Linked DNA regions of Mus musculus: regions 2, 3 and 4 are each linked to region 1. A link is a contact called in public HiChIP or PLAC-seq and promoter capture Hi-C data. All regions are on one chromosome and are shown on one strand. The core of a region is the stretch at or near the end of the contact, and the rest is flanking DNA. Distances in the headings are between cores, read along the strand shown.

Evidence for each region. Promoter capture Hi-C pulls out the DNA fragments that hold promoters and counts their contacts. HiChIP or PLAC-seq counts read pairs in DNA pulled down with a chosen protein or histone mark.
Region 2: an H3K4me3 HiChIP or PLAC-seq map of embryonic stem cells shows a contact between it and region 1, with 10 times the contacts expected there. The contact joins the promoter of 1700121L16Rik here to the promoter of Nexmif in region 1. A contact is called at or near these places in 2 of 39 promoter capture datasets (cranial neural crest and pre-B cells) and 1 of 115 datasets of contacts at active chromatin or transcription factors (embryonic stem cells).
Region 3: a contact with region 1 is called in a promoter capture Hi-C map of liver, with 4 times the contacts expected there. The contact joins the promoter of Magee1 here to the promoter of Nexmif in region 1. A contact is called at or near these places in 4 of 39 promoter capture datasets (liver, maxillary cranial neural crest and pre-B cells), 1 of 484 Hi-C or Micro-C datasets (muscle stem cells), 1 of 115 datasets of contacts at active chromatin or transcription factors (astrocytes) and 2 of 9 other capture datasets (adipose tissue and liver).
Region 4: a contact with region 1 is called in an H3K27ac HiChIP or PLAC-seq map of embryonic stem cells, with 5 times the contacts expected there. The contact joins the promoter of Magee2 here to the promoter of Nexmif in region 1. A contact is called at or near these places in 14 of 39 promoter capture datasets (the 3T3-L1 cell line, the C10 cell line, cranial neural crest and 7 more), 3 of 484 Hi-C or Micro-C datasets (B cells, embryonic stem cells and nephron progenitors), 10 of 115 datasets of contacts at active chromatin or transcription factors (craniofacial prominence, embryonic forebrain, embryonic hindbrain and 3 more) and 3 of 9 other capture datasets (adipose tissue, embryonic stem cells and macrophages).

The regions. Positions count from the first base shown.
Region 1 is chrX:104,199,805-104,202,557 of GRCm38.p6, forward strand. It overlaps Nexmif (neurite extension and migration factor), which reads right to left and starts at 1,380. Exons shown (of 5, transcript NM_001077354.3): 1 at 829-1,380.
Region 2 is chrX:104,815,299-104,818,047 of GRCm38.p6, forward strand. 1700121L16Rik (RIKEN cDNA 1700121L16 gene) reads left to right here and starts at 1,478. Exons shown (of 3, transcript NR_045453.1): 1 at 1,478-1,544.
Region 3 is chrX:105,118,963-105,121,662 of GRCm38.p6, forward strand. Magee1 (melanoma antigen, family E, 1) reads left to right here and starts at 1,416. Exons shown (of 1, transcript NM_053201.4): 1 at 1,416-2,700. The coding sequence starts at 1,649.
Region 4 is chrX:104,855,974-104,858,692 of GRCm38.p6, forward strand. Magee2 (melanoma antigen, family E, 2) reads right to left here and starts at 1,294. Exons shown (of 1, transcript NM_053206.2): 1 at 1-1,294. The coding sequence starts at 1,070.

The sequences.
Region 1 (2,753 bases), core at 130-2,629:
GGGCCAATTTCCTGCAAAGGTGACAAGCCTGGGCGAGGCTCGCTCGGGCCCCTAACTTCTCGTCGGTCGCCAGCGGCGGCTGCTTGGAGCGGGTGCTGCGAGCCGCCCGTGCCACCGCGGGGTGGCCAGAGGCGCCTGGGGCGCGCGGGAGCCTCGGGCGGGGGAGGCGTCCGTACGGCGGCCAGCGGCGCCTTCGCACCTCTGCAGCTTCGGCCGGGACGCCAGCCGGCGCCCGCCGCGTGCCTACGTTTTCCCGCTCCCTCGGACGCGTGCCTCGGGCCGTGCCACTTTCCCCAGACGCCCGAGGTTCCCCCGGGGTCACCGAACCGATGGGAGGTGGCAGGCGGCTAGCGGCCGCTGCCCTGCGGCAGGCAGGCGTGTGTGAGCGGCGGCGGCAGTGGCGGCGGCTCCGGCCCGCTCCCTTCCCCTCCCCCTCCCCCGGCGGCGGCACACAGGCCTTTCCTAGATTGCAGCGCACGCTCGGCGGCGGCGGCGGCGGCAGCGGCGGCGGCAGCGGCGGGCGAGCCAGGCTCCCTCGCCCCGGCGGCCTCGCTGCCTCCCGCACACAGACAGCACCCGCACGCCATTCGCACACTCTCCCACTCACACACACTCACACGCACGCGCGCGCACACACACACACACACACACACACACACGCTCTCCCCGCCGGCATCCCTTGCTCGGCTCCTCGCTCGGCTAGCCCTCGGTTCCTCGCAGCCGCCACCCCCACCCCCAGCTGCCGCCCGCCGGCTCCAGCCGGCCCGGGGAGCCAGGGAGAAGGCCCGGGGGGGATGGGGGAGGCTGCATGGCAGCGCTCAGACTCACCTCGCAGGCCGCCTCCCGAGGCGCACGTCGCTGGTGGGTCCTTGCTGCCGGCGTCCCGAGCTGGGACGGTCGCAGTCAAGGCTGGGCTGCCGCCGCCGTCGCCGTCGCCGGAGCTGCTAGAGCTGCCGCCGCTGCTCCCGCTCACTGCCGTCTCCTCTGCCTCTGCTCCATGCGCGGGGCCCGCCAGGTGGACGCGCCTCGCTCCGCTCGCTCACTCTGGCTCCGCCGCAGCCGCCGCACTAGATGGAGGCAGAGCTGTCGGGCTCGGGCGCCGAAACTCAGAGGCTCCACAGCCGCCCGCCGGCTCCCAGGACAGCGCTCCTCTCACCGCGCCGCTCGCCCGCGCCAGCACTGCCCGGCTCGCCGGCTGCGCGCGGCGGTGCCCGGAGCCCGCTCTGCACGCGGTGGCTGCGGCTGTCCGCGAGACGGAGACGCGGAGGGCGGTTGCGACTGCCGCTAGCGCTGGGAACACTACTGCTAAACGCTGCCACTGCCGCTACTGCCACTGCTGTGGTGGTGGCGGCGGCGGTGGCTGCTGCTGCTGATGCTACTGGTTTTCCTTCCCGGGTTCTCCCCCCCTGCCTCGGCCCCCTCCTCCCCCCTTTCTCCTCCTCCTCCTCTTCCTCCTCCTCCTCCCCCTTCTCCTCCCTGGGCTGCTTGGCTCAGAGCCTCTGCGGGCTCTGCCTGCTCTCTTCTGCTTCCAGAGCTGCCTCTGCCCATTCAGAAAGGTGCCCAGAGTGGGGCTGCCTCGGCTGCCACCATCGCTATTGCCCCTGCCATTGTTTCCTCCAACACAGCAGTTCTTGTTGGACGCGTTCCCCTCCCTATCCTCCTTCCCCACCACAGCCCTCCCTATCTTGCTCTCTCTTTCCTTACCCTCTCTGCGGTCCCTTCCTCGTGTGTGCCCCCTCCCACCCTGTCTGTCTGTCTGTCCCTCCCGGCGGTCCCCTCAGACGTCCGGGAGCGCGCACTGCGCGGCCACCTGTCATAAAGGGCGCGCACCCCCCTTCCCCACCCCCACCCCGCCCCCCACTCACATTCTCGCAGCCCGCCCAGTCCACGGCGCTGCTGGCTTGTTCTTCCCCTAGCAGACACGCAGCCGGACACCACTCTCCCACGCCTTTGAAGGCAGTTATGTGTTCAGAGAGGGGCGCTCTGAAGTTTCAGGAAGAATATCTGAATGGCTCCATGTATTAAGCCTCTATCCATCCAACCTACCCTTAACTTCAGGCCCCAAGCCCCGGGAAGGTGGATTGTGCTGGAAGGGTTGTAACAAGGCAGAGAATTGGAAAGGGATGAGTTTTTTTAGGAAGTGAAGGAGAGAAAAAGGGATTCTGAATATGGCCGGGAAGGAAATGGGATCTGACTGCTGTCACAGGAAAATTCCTTAGGTGGTCATTTCCCTTTTGACGCCCTGGGAATCAACAGTACAGGAATGGAAAGCGACCCACCGGGGAACACGTAGTATTCAATGAAGCCCAGGGTGTAGGGTTGGGGCCTGAGAGCCACGGTCAGTGCCACTAGAAACCAGGGAGAACGATTAAGTGTTGACGCTAGAGCGGAGAGAATAAAGCTAGCTACTTTGTGTGCACTTGCTCCAGCAAGTCCTTGCCACAACCCAGCTTCCCAGTCATGGAGAGCTCAATTTCAGATTTCTCTGTTTCCACCCTACAGCCTCATTTTCTAAGGTCAGACTTCGAGATCTGCAGTGTGTAAGTCCTCTAACCCTTCCCAGGGCCTCTAGCCTGTCACCTAACCCCTCCCCAGAAACAGCACAGACATGGATAATGTGTATGGGTCAGGAGGGTAGGGGGAGAGATTTTTCAAGGCAAAGTAAAAGATACAGGGGTCGGGTTTAAGTTAAAGGAACGCAGTCCTGACTCTTTCATCCTCTTGCCATGGAGTGTCTGTGTGGGGTGGGGGCA
Region 2 (2,749 bases), core at 228-2,727, 620 kb after region 1:
TGGCAAAGGGAGGCTTCCTGAACCATGTCTCCTCTTTCCTTACATTTCCTTGGTCCACCAGGAAAGTCTCCTCACTCTGACCCAGCTTGCCCGGGTCCAGCAACTCTGAAAAGTCAAAGGCCAGTATTAAAGTAACCCTGTAGTCTCCTCTGCCCTTTCTACATATAAGCCAGTATATTCCAGTGTCCCTCTAGTTTCTTATCACTGTTGGTTTTGACTCATTCTATGATGCTTTAGAACACAGCAAGGGTTCTTTCCTGGAACCCTTTCAAAGCCTCTGGGATCCGGGTGTGGTAGCTCAGACCTGTAATTCCAGAACTTGGGAAGAGCACAAGGGAAGATCAGGGCTCCAAAACTGTCCCTAGCTTTACAGGGAATTCAGACCTAGCCTGGACTTCCTGTATCACTGTCTCAAAATGAAAATAGGTTTTGATGGAGGGATGGAACAGACAGTCAATCACATGAGATATTGAAGTGAAATGCAGGAATACTGGGGGTAAATGGGAACAGCTGAGAAAATGAGAGTCAGTAATGTGGGTGTTCTGGTGTACAAGGCCAGAAGAAAGTCAACCAAAGCAAAGCATGTATGAAAATACTGGAAGGAAGCCTGTCATTTTTAAGTCAATTAAACAAAAGACACACACACACAAAAGAAAAGCATCCTGGTTAGAGTCTGAACCTTCCTCTGTGGTCAGGATCAGGGACCCAGGACCCTTGGAAAGTCACACAGTACCTTGTTCCCAGCACCTAGATGTCCCCTGACACCTAGGTGAGAGCATGTTCCCCAGGGAAGTTTGCATGAGAAGGGTGGGCATGTGCAAGTGGCTCTAACTGCAGCTGTGTACCTGATACACACAGCCCAGATTCCCTCATCATGAGACCCTGGCCCCACTCCCAGCCTTGCCAGTAGCCTGGAATCCAGCATAGGAGATGGTATCCCCTCATGGAGAAATGTTCCTTTGCAGCAAGCCTCACTGCCAAGAGGCTATCAGAACCATACAAATTAGCACCCTGTGTCCCCAGGCAAGTTGTCCCAGGGAAAACTGAAACTCACTTCCAGACACTATGCAGCAAGGAGCTAGTTCACAAGGACCTCACAGGGGCCAGCAGGGAGCAGGTTCTTCTTCCCTTCCCCTGCTTCATCACCTCCTTCTGAATGACCATTATCTCCTTCCAGAATGCAGAGTCTCTGAGAAACTTCTCATCTAGCCCTCCATGTCACACAGGCTGTCTATAAAATCCAGGGATCCTTCTGTGCTCCCATGGTCACTCTTGGCCACGTGACATGTGAGGAAAGCTGTATTCTGCCACAGAGGGCTTTGTGGCTATTGGCAGGCCGCTTTCTCTCAGTGGAGAACGAGGTGCACGTCCGCAGAGTTCTCAATTGGAGTCTTGGTGGGAGCCAGTGCTCTAGGTGCTCTGGAACTCAGAAGCCCACTGGCTTCTTTCCCAGCATGCATTTAACTCCAGTCTCCTCATTCCCGAGCCTCAGATTCCAGGGAATGGCATAACTGATAATTGAGGAGGAGTCATGCAGTATTCAGGTGAGGTTCCTGACCCCGTCCCATGCCAGTGTCTTTCTGAAACTCATACCAGAGAGCCCGAGCAGCTACAGAGTTCCTCTGTCATCCTCTGGACTTCTCCATCGTGTCTTATGCATCCCTTTATTTTGATGCCCAGATAAGTGTCCAGGCCCCTTGTCCTTGTCCCGTCACCCATGCTTATGGGCTTTTAATCACCAAAGGCTGTCAATTAGTGTAATTAATGATTTCTCATATTCAGTCTTGGACCATTTCGTTTTCTGTCCCCTCCCACTTCAGTTCTCTCCTATTTTAACTTAGTGAGCAGAGCTCCTGGCTGCATCACCATAGCAACCAGCGATGAGGGCCAATTAAGCCATGACTGAGCCATTAGACACCTAAGCTGATTATAGAGTCCAAAATATTGGCTTAAAGGAGACAAACATGGCAGATCTTCCCTGCAGAGGTGTGAGCAGAACAACCAGTGAATGGACCTGGGCTCCAAGCAGCTGAGCTGTGGGCCTGTGTGCAATCTCCAGGGCCTGTGTCCTAGCCCTCCAGGACAGAGAAGTGCTGTTCTCTTGTTGGGATAGCCATTCTGAATGCCCCTCTTTCAATAGGCTCCAAGTAACGACAGGAATCTTCAGTGTTAAAGGACATTCAGTGGGACATCCAGGGGCAGTCACCCAGTTCACCCCGAGTCCTAATTTCTTTGCACCTCCCTTACCTTTTGCATTCCTCGGTCGGGTTTTCTACAAAGAAATGGGCCTTTTCCAACTTGCTGGTCCTAAACATGTCCCCTGTTGCTCCAGTCTGTGTTTGTGCCTTTTGAATCACATGTGTATCAATTAGTGCAATTAAGACATTCAAATTATAATTGGACCCCCTTTCCTACATGCCTAAGCCCCCCAAGTTTCCTGCTGCCTTTCATTTCATTTACCGGGTAGAGCTCTTGCAGAATTGCCATAGCAACAGGCCATTGGGCAGATTAAGCCATTATGGGTCTGGACACTGACACTCAGAACTGATTACCGGTCTGGAAACTTGAATGGCTGAACAAGAACCCTGGAATTCGGACAAGGTGGCTCTTAGCCGGAGAGAAGGGGCAGTTCCACAACAGCACAGGACTTTGTTCAAATCCTGACCCCCGACTTCATCTTCTCCCCTGCTTGCTTCAGCAGAGATGAAGAACGAGACAGCAGGAGTTGTAGGTGGGAAGCCTGCTATTA
Region 3 (2,700 bases), core at 166-2,665, 920 kb after region 1:
AGAAATAAGCCAAATGTATGATAGTTAGTGTTTATTTTTTAAATAATGTGACCACCCCTGAGTGTTCCATATGTGACTGTTCTATTGTACATGGTATAATTTTGTGTGCAGCTATTAAATTAACAACTTTATTTAAATTGTGATCTCTTTTAATTCTAGTGCAGGCACATGGAAGAGCCCCTTCTTTGTGTGTGCTTGACAGTCATTAGGAAACATGAACTCTCATGCACACTAATGTGAACAAGAAGGAACACTCAACTCCCCAAATGTACACGTGTCTTCTGCTGCAGCAGAATATAGCATGGCATTTTTAACTGCATTCTGGGCTTGCTTCTCACCAGCTTGATTTTAATAGACTGTAGCAGAATCTTTGGGAAAGCTCCTCCACAAGTTTCACTTATGAAAATGAGCCTGTTCTCCTAACCATAGACATTAGCCAAGATTCAGAGGCTAATCATATGCACATATTTAGGTAATGCTGTAATAGGCCCATAGTCGATTTTGTGGACCCATGTGCTGAATGCAATGTGGATAACATAAAATATTGTTGGAATATGACACCATATGATTGATTCTGTTAAAACCAGTTGGTACTGCACAAAGCTACACAAGATTAACTTCACAGAAACATGCAGAATACTGGCAGCATAGGTAACCATGAGGCCCTATAAGGAAACCAAATGTTTCCTTCTATCCATTATCCTTCTAATTCTGGACAGCTTCCTGTGCTTTAGCTGGCTCATATTCCAGTAGCTCTTTAGTAACTAATAGAAACCTTCCCAGAGACTTGCCTCCATAAACCATGCTAATTGCAGTTTTCAAAACCTGACAGTGAGTTTTTCTAACAGACCCCATGGTGCTAACTAACTGTCCTAGGATAATTAATTTTGGGTGTGGTTGGAATAGCACTATTGAAGGACTCCACAAAAGAGATTACATTTTTCTACATTGGTAAGGGTTGGGACTGTGCAGTGAAAATTTCTAGCTAGCTACAGGTTTCCTAAGTAGAACTAAATCCCAGCCCTTTGGAGAAGGGGCAGTAATTTGAGAGGTATTAGAGGTTTCGATAGAGAAAATGACAGAGGAGACAAGGGAGGGGATGAAAGCTGCACCCTTCCATGCGCCACGCACATTTTCCCCAATGCATCCTTAGGATGCAATTTTGAAAATCTATCAAGTACCTGACACTTGGGTAGAAACCTTCTAGTAGGTACCCTGACTCTTGAGAAATAGCTAGTATTACCTCCATTTACCCATCTGCTCCAAGCTCCTTGTCTCCTATCAAAGCCTCCCTCCTGCCATTGCGCAGTTTTGGTGCAGAATCACCAGGTCCACTTTCGCAAACCCACGGGAGAGGCTGGGTTGGGCGGGGTCGCCTTGTCGCAGAGCCCAACTGCGCCTGCGCGGACTGCGGCAGAAGGCGGGGTGTGAGAGGCGAGCATTCTGAGACTAGCGTTCACAGTCGGCTAGAACCTTCGTTCTTGCCCACCACCTCTAATTTCTGCTCCTGCGACTTGCTCGGGCCTGGCAGCAGCAGCATTCCTGCTCTAGCGGCAGTTCCGTGCAGAGGCGCCTACATACCTCTCCCCCTCGTCTGTGAGATCGCGGGCCTGTCAGTGTCAGCTTCCACACGTCGGTCGACAGGACCATGTCGCTGGTAAGCCAGAATTCGCGCCGCCGCCGCGGTGGAAGGGCCAATGCGCGCAGAAACAACGGGAAGGGTCACCCTGCTGCTGTGCCAGGCCCAGACGTCCCTCGGGATCGCAACGATCCTAAGATCCTCCAGGGCCTCCGCGCCTCTGAGGGCCCTGGCACCTCCATGCTGCCCACCCCCCGGGAGGGCCCAAGCGCCTCTGTGCCGCCCACCGCCTCAGAGGGCTCAAGCGCCCCTAGGCAGTTCATCATTTCCCAGGGGCCGAACACCTCCGAGATGCCCACCTCCAGGAAGGGTCGGGGCGCCTCCCGGCCTCCTGCAGTTTCCGCAGGGCTGAACACCGCTATGTCAATCACCGCCTCGGAGGGCCCGAATAGCCCTGTGCCGCCCACTGCTCCTAAAGGCTCAAAGGCCTATGAGCATCTCCCTGTCTCAGAAGGGCTGGCCATCTCTGAGCAGCGTCACTCTGATGGGGGCCCTAACATGGAGCCCACCCTGGGTGAGGGCCCGGGAATCTCGGTGCCGCCCACCTTCTCTGAGGAATCGGGCATTTCTGATGAGGGCTTGAGCATCTTTATGTCGCCCAACATCTCGGAGGGACCGGGTATCAACGAGCCCTACTCCGTTAGTGAGGACCCAAGCACTTCGGTGCCGCCCACTGACTCTAATGGACTGGGCATCAACCTGCCGCCCACCTTCGGTGAGGGCCTGAGCATCTCTATGCTGTTCTCCGCTTTGGAGGAACCCGACATCTTTGCGCCGCCCCCCTCCGCTGAGGGACTGTTCGCCTCCATGTCGCCCCCCTCCGGTGAGATCCAGAGCTCCTGGGTGTCGCCCATCATAATGGAGGGATGTAACGTCAACGTGCCGCCCACCTCCAAAAAGGGACTGCGCACCTCGGTGCCATCAGCTGCTTGTGAGAGCCCGAGCACCTCAGCCGAGGGCCTGAGCTCGTCCCTGTCATCCATTTCTGCTGAGGGCTTCTGCAGCTCGCTGGCGCCATGCGCTGCGGAGGGATCCTGTGAGCTGCTTCCCTGCGGGGAGGG
Region 4 (2,719 bases), core at 44-2,543, 660 kb after region 1:
GTGGCTCTGCTGAGGATATTTGGGAACACATCCTGGAATTCTTTGCCAGTATTAGCAAATAGCTCATCCTGATGGATAGGCAGCAACTCCTCAGTGACACCAATGGCCAACTGGACCAATTCATTTGCTTTATCATTCATAGTGTCCTCTGACCAGAACTCTAAGCCAGCAGCCTGGCTTCTCTCTTTGGCTTTGTCAGCTTCCAGAGCTTTGTTATATTCTTCTGGCCAGCTCCAGGGTTCTTCATCATGGGCCTCTGCTACAAACTTCAGGGCTTCCATCTTTGTGATTTCACTGTGAGCTCTAGAGCCCCACAGGAACTCAAATTCAAGGGGATTAGTGCCATATACTGGCCAGTACTCCAAAAATCGCATATGGACAAAGTCAATAGTAAGGAGGTTTCTTGTGTTCCCAAACTGGTTGTTGATCCTCTGAGACCCATCTATCACATCCACCTTTAACAGCAGGTCCCAAATGGAGGCCTCTCTTGCCCGGTTGCCATTCAAGAGAATATGGCCTAGGACCAAGGCCAGGAGACCCGCTTTTGGTATGTCCAGGGTCTCTGCTAGCCGTTCAGTGGTCTGGGGACCTGGTTTGCTGATTAGGTTGTAAGTGTCCATCTGAGGATCAAGGACTCTCAGATTCAACCCAAAGACCCGATCCAGATGAGCTGAGGCTCGTCTGAGTATCTCAGGGAACTGATCTGAGTATTCTTTGAGAAACTCCAGCATTTCTGACTGTCGGATAGACCCCTCATTTTGGCTTTTCATGCGCATGAAATTCACTAAAGCAACCGACCTCTCTTCAAGAGGGTCGTGGACCCTGAGCGCCCCCAAACGTCGGGACTGCTCGTCGATGAGAACCTCGATGTCACTCGGGTCCCGCACAGCCTGGGAAGCGCTGGCTCCCTGTGGATCGTTTGGAATCTCAGGGCCCTGGGGAGCTTCGAGGGCTAGCATGGAGGTGGCAGGCCCGGAGGCATTAGTAGCCTGCATTTCACCCTGGCTGTTGCTGTAATCGGCGGTAGTCTCTGCGCTGCTTTGGCGCGCATTCTGGCTTACCAGAGACATGGTTCCAGGAGACAGGAACGCGAACGCGGAGGTCAGCGATCCGTCGCAGGGAGGATCTGAGGTGTGTTGGCAGCTCAGCTCAGAGCCGAAGCCTGATACTCAGGAGCTGTGCGGTTCGAAAGTGAGAGCTGGCGAGACAGGCGATCCTTTTACAAAAGCAGTAGCCAGCAATGAAGGAAAGCCTAAGAGCACCTAGCTTTGCCGCATCCTACGCAGGCGCACTCAAGCTCTGCAATGTGGTGACCACGCCCCGCTCAGGCTTCCTCTCCCGCCCCCTCCCACTACTGACTGAAAGGCCAGGCTTGCTGTGGGGTTCGAACTTATTAGGGAATCAAATTCGCACAAAGGAACAACGGAGATGAAGTAGAAGAATTAGAGGAAGGGAACGTTTTTCTAGTTTTTCTGCGAGGTATTAAGCACCTTGGTAAGGCTTAATAGAGGATGGGGGCGGTATTTATGATAATTGTAGAGTCATTAAGGCCTCCGCCAACTAAACAGATTATTTCTTGAGACTATGCCCATTTCAGGCACACTGCTTTGTATTTGTGAGATGCATCACTGATTGCTGTGAGGACAAATTGATTATTCCTTCCCATATGGAGCTTGCAGACCATGCATTCTAGGGTTCCTTCAACCAGTGGTGATGCGCGCCAACCCTTTATCTAGCCCTTACTAGGTAACAGACCTAGTGTTTCACTTTTCTCATATTAAAATCACTGAGTCTTAACTAGTCTAAATGGTGTTCATCTTAAAGATGAGAAAACTGGCACAGGGAGGTGAGTTTGACTGTAAAAACTCGGGCAGCTACAAGGGAAAGAGATCCGGCTTGAATCCTTTTATCAGAGCCCAGAACATAAGCACTTTTCTATCACACCATCTGACTTTCAAGGAGTTCTTAGTTCTATTTTATAAACGCGTCTCAGATAAAATTGATGGAAACCAGCACAAGTCAATTTACATATAGCACAAACACAGAAGTAGTGAATGTCAGTTTTGTCTGAAGTGTCTTGGATTGGAGGTAGTTGCTGAAAAAGAGTCAGAGGAGCTGAGCTCTAAGTGATCAGAGGAATGGGAAGAGTTCATGCTTTGCAAGGGTGTTGTAGCGTTTGGTAACATCAAGAAAGGTCCAGAAGTATGAGAATAAAGTATGAGGGTGTGTAACTGCCAGTTATCCATGTCGGCTAGAGTATGGGTGGGAGACAAGGACAGAGGTGGCTAAACAGGAAGGACTGGCTTTTTCCCTGTATGTCAGAACTGTTTAGGGCTGCACACAAGAGTAGGTTTGTACATGTGTATTTGAGGACTGACCCATAGTCCAAACACTCTGGCCAGGAAGAAAGTTGGGTTGCTCTATTTTCTTGGAGTGCTGCCACAGTAGTTAGGCTAAAAGCTCAGTTGTAATCCAGGAATTCAATGAAAGGAAGGAAGGAAGAAAAAATATGTCAGATTGTCATCTGCAGCCACATTTGAAGTCCTTCCACATTCTTGATGGTAATGGTTACTGTTTTACATTCAGTGATCCACTGCCCTGAAATTCCTTCAGAGGCCACTCACTGACATGCACCCATGACATTTTCCACATCTTTCTTTTTAAAATGTACACTCTACTATAATAGAAAAGTAGGAGATACAGGATCAAGTATTTTGCC